Linked DNA regions of Capra hircus: region 2 is linked to region 1. The links are chromatin contacts, called in public Hi-C maps. All regions are on one chromosome and are shown on one strand. Each heading gives the region's core, a stretch centred on a gene start, on an enhancer-like site or on the middle of the called end of the contact. The rest is flanking DNA. Distances are from core to core; before and after follow the strand shown.

Region 1 (4,536 bases), core at 1,312-3,811:
AACTCTAGCCCAAACCTTTCTAACTCTAAAGACCTCATCCTTTGGACAGGGCCCATCTTCCTTTCCCTTCCTGAAGGCGAGCTGGGTCTAGCAGTAATCAGCAACAGTGGGAGTCTGGAAGTGACCTCTGTAAACTGACAGGTTCACTGAGCTCCCTCCTATCCCCCAACTTCCAGCCCTCCCTGAGGTCTGGGAGCAGCGCAGGGACGGTCAAGTGGCCGTTTACTGCAGGAAGCAGGCTGCACCCCTCTTCACATCCATTTGCCAGATGGGATGCAAAACTGGCCCTCAGTGTGAGGCTTACCCTCTCAGTACTGGATTTTAAACAGTGCTTAGGAGAGCAAGTCTGTCTCCACGGTGCATCCAGAAATAGGGCTTCTTCCACTTGTTGAGTTGCCTGGTGTCGTAGCAAGGTCTGAAAAAAGCTCACCAAAGTGTCTCGTCTCCCAGGGTAGACAAGTTAATAAGCAGCTCATTCGCAGTTTCTTCTGGCACATTGACACCTGTTGTAAAGTGGCTTCATGGTCATCATCTATTTGATCTTCATAGTAGTCTTGGAGAAGGAAATGGCACCCCACTCCAGTGTTCTTGCCTGGAGAATCCCAGGGACGGGGGAGCCTGGTGGGCTGCTGTCTCTGGGGTCGCACAGAGTCGGACACGACTGAAGCGACTTAGCAGCAGCAGTAGCATTAGTCTTGTACTGAGTGCTGGGTAGGTGTTCATCCCATTTCACAGGTGAAACGTGGAGAGAGCCCGAGGTTAGGAGGCTGAGAGCTGCACGGTCCCGCCCCCGGCTTCCTCCCTCCTGCTGCCTCCACAGGAGCCCTGGCGTTGCTTGTCCCCCAGATCATGTTAGGCTTATAAGTAGCATGTTAGAATTTATTCTTCTTTCATAAATACTCAGAAAGGAATGTGTGTGATGGGTAAACAACCCGTTTCTTCATAGCTGCTGAGGCCTGCCTGATAAGAGTATGTGGCACCATTAAGAACTGACTTGGCCTGGTTTATGGGATTGTTCAACAGGAACAGAGGGGTGAAAAGCCTTCAGGGGATATAGAGCAGGAACAGCTCCTATAGCCAGGAAAGGGAGCACCCTGGACTCCTGTTCTGTGTTTATCATCTGAAGACATTTGTGGGGCACATGCTCATATTTATGTGCTGAAGACATGTGTGTTGTACGTGATCTTTGTGAGCGGTGAGGCATCATTTTTACCCGTGACCCTCCTGAATATCACAGTGTAAGTAGGTGGGGTGAGATCATAAACAGGTGGATGCGATGGAAGCTATTAGTTCAGCCAGAAGAGTGGAAAACACGCACGCGCACACACACCCCCCACATCCATGGGCTGTGGGAAGAAAGCTGCACCAGTGACTAGAGGCAGGCCTAAGACAGAAGGAGCCAAAGGCCTCCTTACCTGCGGTGCTGGCTACGAAAAGCAGCCAGAGCCCCTGAAGGGCCTGCCCTCACAGGCCTGCAGGCGAGGAGCAGCAGCCTTGCTGGGCAGAGGGGTGTGGATGTGGACTGGGCCTGGTGGAGAGGTCAGGAGCCAGTGCCCAGCCCTGATACGGGGAGAGCAGCCGGGGGCAGGGATTCCGGGGCAGACCCTGGGAGGGGAGCAGTGAACTCTGGGGGAGCCACAGGAAAAAACACAGCACTGGCCACTCAATGAGGGTGCCAGCCCCGTTGGGGCCTGTGAGTGAGAATGGCCTTGGCCAGCTCAGAGGCGCGGGAATTACAAACAAGTCTGTAGTTAGAAAAAAACGGACCACCAGAGAGAGGGGTGGAGGTGGGGAGAAGGAGAGGAGGAAGGGATGGAGTCATAGCTGAAGAAAAGTAAAACTAGATTTCATACCATTTAACTCAGAGGTGTAGTACCCAATTAAAATTTTTATTGTTTGGTATTTTAGAACTTAATCCATAACTTATTGTCACTATCTCACCACCCTCTTCGTTTAGCTAGCCTGATCAGTAGGCATTTCATTTATGCAACAGCATCCATTACAGCTCATCTGGAGGCCCCCAGGGCACTGGGCTGTACGTGATTTGGAACATGGTGTTGGATTCTGAGCAGCTCAGTCTGAGGGAGTCTTGCTCTGTCTTGTAGGATATGCTTCCAGCTTAACAGGGAAAAGAGGACAATGGCCCTTGTGGCTGTGATGCTAGTTCTAGACTGGAGTGGACCCTGAGCTTCACACAGCCCTCTCGAGGCAGGCAGGGCCTGCCGTGTCCAGTGGAGGCCTTTGTGCAGGGAGGGAGCAGCCCCTCACCTTCCCTCTGGCACCGTCTTCTCTGTGCACAGGAGACCAGCACCCCCTCAGGTCATGGGCCTCCATCCTGCGCGCTGTGGCAGTTGGTGTCCATGGATTCCAGTAGGCGGGAGAGCTATGCTGTTTCCAGCCGCCTCACTTCCCCCTCCTCCCTCTCTCGTGCTGGCCAATTCCGCAGCCTGCCCCTTTCCCCAGTTGTGGTTTCCCAGGACAAAGAAAAAGAATGGGCATGAAGAAAAGAATTGTGACAGCTGAAGTCCCCATTGTGCCTTTGAGGGAGGGATTGGGGATCACATTTCTGTCTGGCAGTCAGGCTGACTGACCTGAGGTTTGCTGACGTGAGTTTGTAGAGGAGGACTTAACATCTTTGAACTTGTCTGTTCTTTAAAACGCCCTAGAGCCTTGAGTCTGTCATTCACCACAGCAGAGGCTTTGAAATGAGTGTTCTGGATCTGCTGGGCCAGGCGCACCAGAGAGCACTGGTAATCAGGACAGTGTTGCCGTTTCTCTCAGAGCAGGTGTGGGAGTGAAAACCAGTCATGATCAGTGAACGGCTAGGAGTACAGGAGTTACGAGGCCGTGAAAGCAGATTTTATAAACAGAGGGTCACGGTGTTGTCGGGAAGTAGAAGAAGAGGGCCTGACCTCTATAGATAGACGTTTCTGGAATTAGTAGGAGCACAGTGAAGGGCCGGGGGACTGCTGGTGACTGGCTGGGGCAGCACAGAGACTTACGGCTCGCCCAGTCCTGTTCCTGTTTGTCTCTGTGTCCCCCTCCCCCTTGTCCCCTGCCTCTCCCCCTTTGAAAAGAATTGAGCCACTTTGCATAGAAGGAGCCAATCGGCTAAAATGTCCAACAAACAACAAATATTTATAGTTTTCCAAAGTCCCTTCCCACCATCACTGGTATATGCAGTTATCCATAGTCCTAGTCAGTGTTTGGGGTCTTTTTTTTGTTTAGATTTTTTTTGTTTTGATGTGGACCATTTTTAGTCTTTATTGAATTTGTTAACAATTACTTCTGTTGTATGTTTTGGTTTTTGCCTGGGAAGTATGTGGGATCTTAGCTTCCCGATTAGGGATTGAGCCCACACCTCTTGCATTGGAAAGCGAAGTCTCAGCCCCTTATTTTAAACAAAGAAGTTGATGCAGACATTTTCATGCCTGGGTACTGCCCATCAACTTGTTGCCTCGGTGCCAGGATTCCATTGTTTGCTGCTGTTTAAGTAGCCCTGCCCTGTATTGTTAGGCTGAGTGACTTTTTTCAAATGTTATAGTATAGCTATTTATCATTTTGGTACAGATTACTTATTGTTAATACTTCTTGAAGTATATTTCCCACAGTGGACTATTCTGGGATCTTTTTGTTTTTGTCGGGTGCAGGGTGGGGCAGCTTCTTACGGATTACAAGAGATTGCAGTCTAGAAAGGTTCCGTGTTCATGATTTGGCCTTTGATTTTCTAGGATTATAGTGGTTCCTGCAAAGAGAAAGGATTGGAGTGTAGAAGTCAGTCTGACCAAGTTTGACCATGTAGCTTTTCAGAGAATGAAGTGAATTCTGTTTCTGACATACAAGGTGGCTCCTGAATGCCGCCACCCGGCCCCTGCCCCACCCAACCCCCCAGCCACTACCGTGAGGAATAGTGGCCAGGCCTCCAGGCGGCCCTCTTTCTGAAACTCAGCCCGTGTGGGGTGGATATGCTAAGTGAGCCTTCCTGAGAATGTTTTCCTTCCTGCCATATGGCACTTTCAGCCTGCATTGTGTGCGTGCTTGCTTGCTAAGTTGCTTTAGTCATGTCTGACTCTTTGCCACACCATGGACTGTAGCCCTCCAGGCTCCTTTGTCCATGGGGTTCTCCAGGCAAGAATACTGGAAGTGGGTTGCCCTCCCCTTCTCTGCGGACCTTCCTGACCCAGGGATCGAACCCACATCTCCTGTGGCTCCTGCATTGCAGGTGGGCTCTTTACCACTGAGCCAGCAGGGAAGTCCTCAGCCTGCGTTGGGGACTCAGTATAATTGCTGCTAGAATGGGATAAACTGGTATCTACCCTTCCTTCAAAGCAAAAATTTTTAACCCTGTTCTGAGTTTAGAACCTGTTGAGGTGGTGGACCGCAGAGTGTGCCTTGCTGTCTACTGGCGCCTGCTGTTGGTGGTACGCTTTACAGCATTTCCCGTGTGCCTTCTTTCCTTTGATTTGTTTTCAGCGAGTGTTTATGGAGAGCCTGTTATTCCCCAGGCCCTGGAGCTATAGCAGTGAAGCCGACAGC
Region 2 (4,562 bases), core at 166-2,665, 46 kb after region 1:
ATTTCTCACTTCCACTATATAATCATAAGTGTTTTGATTTAGGTCATACCTGAATGGTCTAGTGGTTTTCTCCACTTTTTTCAATTTCAGTCTGAATTTGGCAATAAGGTGTTCAAGTGTCTGTTTCTTTTCAGATACCAGTTCCTTTTCCAGTGTTTGGAGTCCGCCTGCCAATGCAGGGGACAAAGGTTTGATCCCTGGCCCAGCAAGATCCCACAGGCTGCAGAGCAGCTAAGCCATGCGCCACAGCTACTGAGCCCTTGCACCAGAACTAGAAAGTCTGTGCCGCTTGAAAGATCCCGCATGACACAACAAACAGCCTAAGTGCCCCAACTAAGACCCGCCGCAGCCAAATAAATAAATAAAATATATTGTAAAAGAAGGCATACAGATGGCTAACAACATGCACGTGAACAGATGCTCAGCATCCCTAATTGTTGTCGTTCAGTTGCCAAGTCCTGTCTGACTCTCTGTGACCCCGTGAACAGCAGCATGCCAGGCTTCCCTGTTCTTCACTATCTCCCTGAGTTTGCTCATTAGGGAAATAAAGTCAAAACCACAATGAGGTATTACCTCTCACGTATTAGAATGGCTGGGCTTCCCAGGTGGCTCTAGTGGTAAAGAACCCGCTTGCCAATGCAGGAGACACAGGAGATGCACTTTCGATCCCTAGGTTGGGAAGATGCCCTGGAGGGAGAGCATGGCAACCCACTCCAGTATTCCTGCCTGGAGAATCCCATGGACAGAGGAGCCTGGCAGGCTGCAGTCCATGGGGTCGCAAAGAGTCGGGGATGACTGAAGCGACTCAGCAGCAGCAGCAGCATTAGAATGGTTATAATCAGAAAAGCAGCAAATAGCACGTTGTGGTGTGGATGTAGAGCAATCGGAACCTTTGTGTATTGCTGCTGGGGATGTCGGTGTACCACAGTATGGCAGTCCCTCAAAAAACTAAGCGTGCAATTACTGTATGATTCAGCACCTCCATTTTTGGGTATGTACCCAAGAGAATTGAAAGCAGAAACTTAAACAGGCATTGCAAATACGCCTATGGTCACAGCAGCATTATTCACTATAACCAAAATATGGAAACAGCCCAAGTGTCTGTTGTCCATCAGGGGATGGGTGGATAAGCAATGTGTGGCTTACGTATACAGTGGAATATTATTCAGCCTTAAGAAGGAAGGAGGGTGTTGCCTGGTGGCTCCGCGGTAAAGAATCCACTGCCAATGCAGGAGATACAGGTTCGATCCCTGATCCAAGAAGACCCCAAATGCCACAGAGCAGCTCAGCCTGTGCACCACAACTACTGAGCCCGTGCTCTAGAGCCCTTGAGACACACCTTCTGGGCCCACATGCATCAGCTGCTGAAGGCTGCGGGACCTGGAGCGTGCGCTCCACAGCAAGAGAAGCCACCCCAATGAGACGCCCGCGTCCCACGGCGACAGAGAGCAGCCCCTGCTCGCTGCAGCTAGAGCAGAGCTTGTGAAGCACTGCAGACCCAGCACAGCCAGAAATTAACTGATTCGTTAATTTTTAAAAAATAAGGAAGGAAATTCTGACACATGCTACCGTCTGGATAAACCTTGAGGACTTCATTATGCTTAGTGAAATAAGCCAGCGACAAAAGAAGAAATACTGTATGAAGTACCTCGATCCTCAGACTGACAGATACAGAAAGTAAAAGGATAGTTGCCAGGGCCTGGAGAAGAAAGGATGAGGAGTCACTTGATTGTTTACTGGGGACAGAGTTACATTTGGGAGGACGAGAAAAGTTCTAGAAACGGATGATGGTAATGATGGTCACACGACAGTGTGAAGTTACTTAATGCCACTGAAAGTGAAAGTCATTCAGTCATGTCGGACTCTCTGCAACCCCCATGAACGATGTAGTCCATGGAATTCTCCAGGCAAGAATACTGGAGTGCGTAGCCGTTCCCTTCTCCAGGGGATCTTCCCAACCCAGGGATTGAACCCAAGTCTCCCACATTGCAGGGAGATTCTTTACCAGCTGAGTCACCAGGGAACTGTGTACTTAAAATGCTAAGTTTAATGTTATGTGTATTTTATCACAATTGAAAAAAAAAGGAAAAAATTAATGTGCTGTAATCAGAGAACAGAGAGAGCTGCTACGTGTGGAGGCCAAAGAGGTAAGGGTGGGGGAGAATTCCCTGGTGGTTTAGTGATTAGGACTAACCACGCTTCTACTGCAGGGGGCACAGGTTCAGTCCTTGGTGGGGAAACTAAGATCCTTCATGCCACGTGGTGTGGCAAAAAAGGAAAGAACCTTGAATCCAGCCTTGAACCCTGTGGACCAGTGGTCCCCAACCTTTTTAGCACCAGGGACCAGTTTCATGGAAGACAGTTTTTCCATGGACGGGTTAGTAGGTCAGGGATGGTTTCGGGCTGATTCAAGCACATTACATTTATTTTACACTTTATTTATGTCATTATTACTTCAGCTCCACCTCAGATCACCAGGCATGAGATCCTGGAGGTCAAGGGGACCATGTCAAGTCCTTTGGTCTTTGTCCGAAGCGCAGGACCGCAGGGCTGGCCACAGACAAGGAGGGAAGTGGATGGAACTGGGAGATATTTAGGAAGGAAAATCAGTAGGGCTTGATGAAGTGTGTGAGCTGGATGGCTGGCGGGGTGCAAGGAGGGGATTGCATCTGGAAGGCCTCTGGGCTCCTCCCTGACGTCCCAGGAAACCTCTGTCTGAGGTCCTGTTAAGAGAGCTGGACTGTGCCTTGTCCAAGACCCAATGTGCAAATGCACACTCATGGTTTACCTCCCCCAAGAAGATACGTGGACCCTGCAGCCCCTGGTCCCCACTGGACATGCTCTCCTGCATCAGGGGCATCGTGAGACCCAGCAAATGCAGGCTCAGATCGGCTGTGGCCTCCCCTGGACACCTAGCTGCCCCTCACCACCAGGTTTCACTTGTAGTTTCCTTATGTTCAGCCAGCCTCACAAATGAGCACTTCAGACCAGTTGGAGGTTCTTAGTTGCAGGCAATAGAAACTGACTCATGTTATGTAAGCAGAAAAAGGTTTGATTGGAAGTCATGGTCACTTATGAACCCATGTTCCTGGCTGGGAACCCAGCTCGAATGAGAACCAGGAAGCTGGGCCTGGCCAAGATGCCACCCTAGACAGCCTGGCGAGGAAGTTCAGCTTGCCATTACCTGGTGACCCAGCCACTGGACCTTCACCTACTGTGCAGTGTCCCTGAATAAAATCCCTTTCCCTGTCCATTGGCCCTTCATCCTGGTGAGATGAGGAGATGAGAAAGCTGAGGCTCAGGGAGGTGAGTGACCTCCCAACATGGTTAGGAGGGGTGGAGTCACTGCAATCCCACAGACCATTCCAGATCAGTGCTTAGCCCACAGCTTCCTATGGGTTAGGCCAGAGCCGATTTACATTGAAAGAGGTTTTTTTAAAACATTGGGATCGCGGACTTCCTTGGTGGTCCAGTGGGAAAGAGTCTGCCTGCCAACGCAGGGGACATGGGTTCAGTCCCTGGTCCAGGAAGATTCCACATGCTGAGGGGCAACTAAGCCCATGTACCGCAACTACTGAAGCCCACAGCACCTAGAGCCTGTGCTCCGCAGGCAGTGAGAAGCCAAGGCATAGCATCTACAGAAAGCCTGCGGGCAGCAAAAAATTTTAAAAAATAAGTAAATATTAAAATATTGGTCTCAAAATTCAGAACCAGAGACAGCAGTTCCCTTGTTGATTTCTCCCATCTAACTACAAAGTAGACCTCGGTGGGCAGAGGGCAGTGCTTTTTTTTTTTTCTTTTGCTGCACCCTGCAACTTGCAGGATCTCAATGCCTTTACCAGGGGCTGAACCTGGGCCATGGCAGTGAAAGCCCTGAATCCTAATCGCCAGGCCGCCAGGGAAGTCCCAGACCTTCAGCTTCTGAGCAGGGGGCAGCTCGCCTGCACCCGTCCTGAGATCCCCCACCGTCCCCCCACCCCTAATAAGCAGAATGTCCAGATACCCGGCAGCCAGAAAGTGCAGACGTTCACCACAAGCTCTAATCCTCCACCAGTGACCCAAGTCTTTCCTCCTTTGGGTTCTTTCCAGAGCAAGAGCGGAAAGGACCATTATAGATAAGACTAGTTACCATTCTTATCTGTTTATCCAGTGAGAAAAATGGTTTGTCTGGGCGAAGCAGAACGAAACTTTACAGAACTGATTTAATCATTGACCTCAATTTATTTGGGAGGAAAAAAAAAATGTTTCTGTTTGATTCCAATCATACCGATTGGCTTCTGGCTCTGACCAGCCACTCAGAGAATGTCTCAGTGACACGTCTGTACCAAAATTGTCTAAGTTAGGGTTCTGCCACCAAAACAGAGTGGTGCCAGCTCACAGCGGCTGTCTGCTGACCTAAGGGTAGTGTCCCTCTCGGGTAGGGTCCCTGGGGACAGCAGACCCTCCAGGAAGCTGAGAGCACCCTGTGAAGTGGCCTCTTCCCCACCAGCAGCCATGTCTTTGAGTCTTTCATTTTTAAAACATGTTTTATTTTCAGACCAAAAATGACACGGTTTGAAAAA

What was found. Hi-C and Micro-C count contacts between places; a contact is called where the count stands out from the background.
Region 2: a contact with region 1 is called in a Hi-C map of blood, with 2.4 times the contacts expected there. The contact joins two enhancer-like sites. A contact is called at or near these places in 2 of 5 Hi-C or Micro-C datasets (blood and liver).

What each region holds. Positions count from the first base shown.
Region 1 is chr25:3,559,145-3,563,680 of ARS1.2, forward strand. All of the region lies in intron 1 of HMOX2 (heme oxygenase 2), which reads left to right. Among named protein-coding and RNA genes, the nearest start is that of HMOX2, 19 kb to the left of the region's middle. Within about 2 kb of position 2,562, at least 4 of the 5 cell types and tissues checked have an H3K27ac peak or open chromatin away from gene starts, as enhancers often do.
Region 2 is chr25:3,606,721-3,611,282 of ARS1.2, forward strand. LOC108633883 (a long non-coding RNA gene) reads left to right here. Exons shown (of 4, transcript XR_001917244.1): 4 at 135-456. Among named protein-coding and RNA genes, the nearest start is that of C25H16orf96, 8.3 kb to the right of the region's middle. Within about 2 kb of position 1,416, at least 1 of the 5 cell types and tissues checked has an H3K27ac peak or open chromatin away from gene starts, as enhancers often do.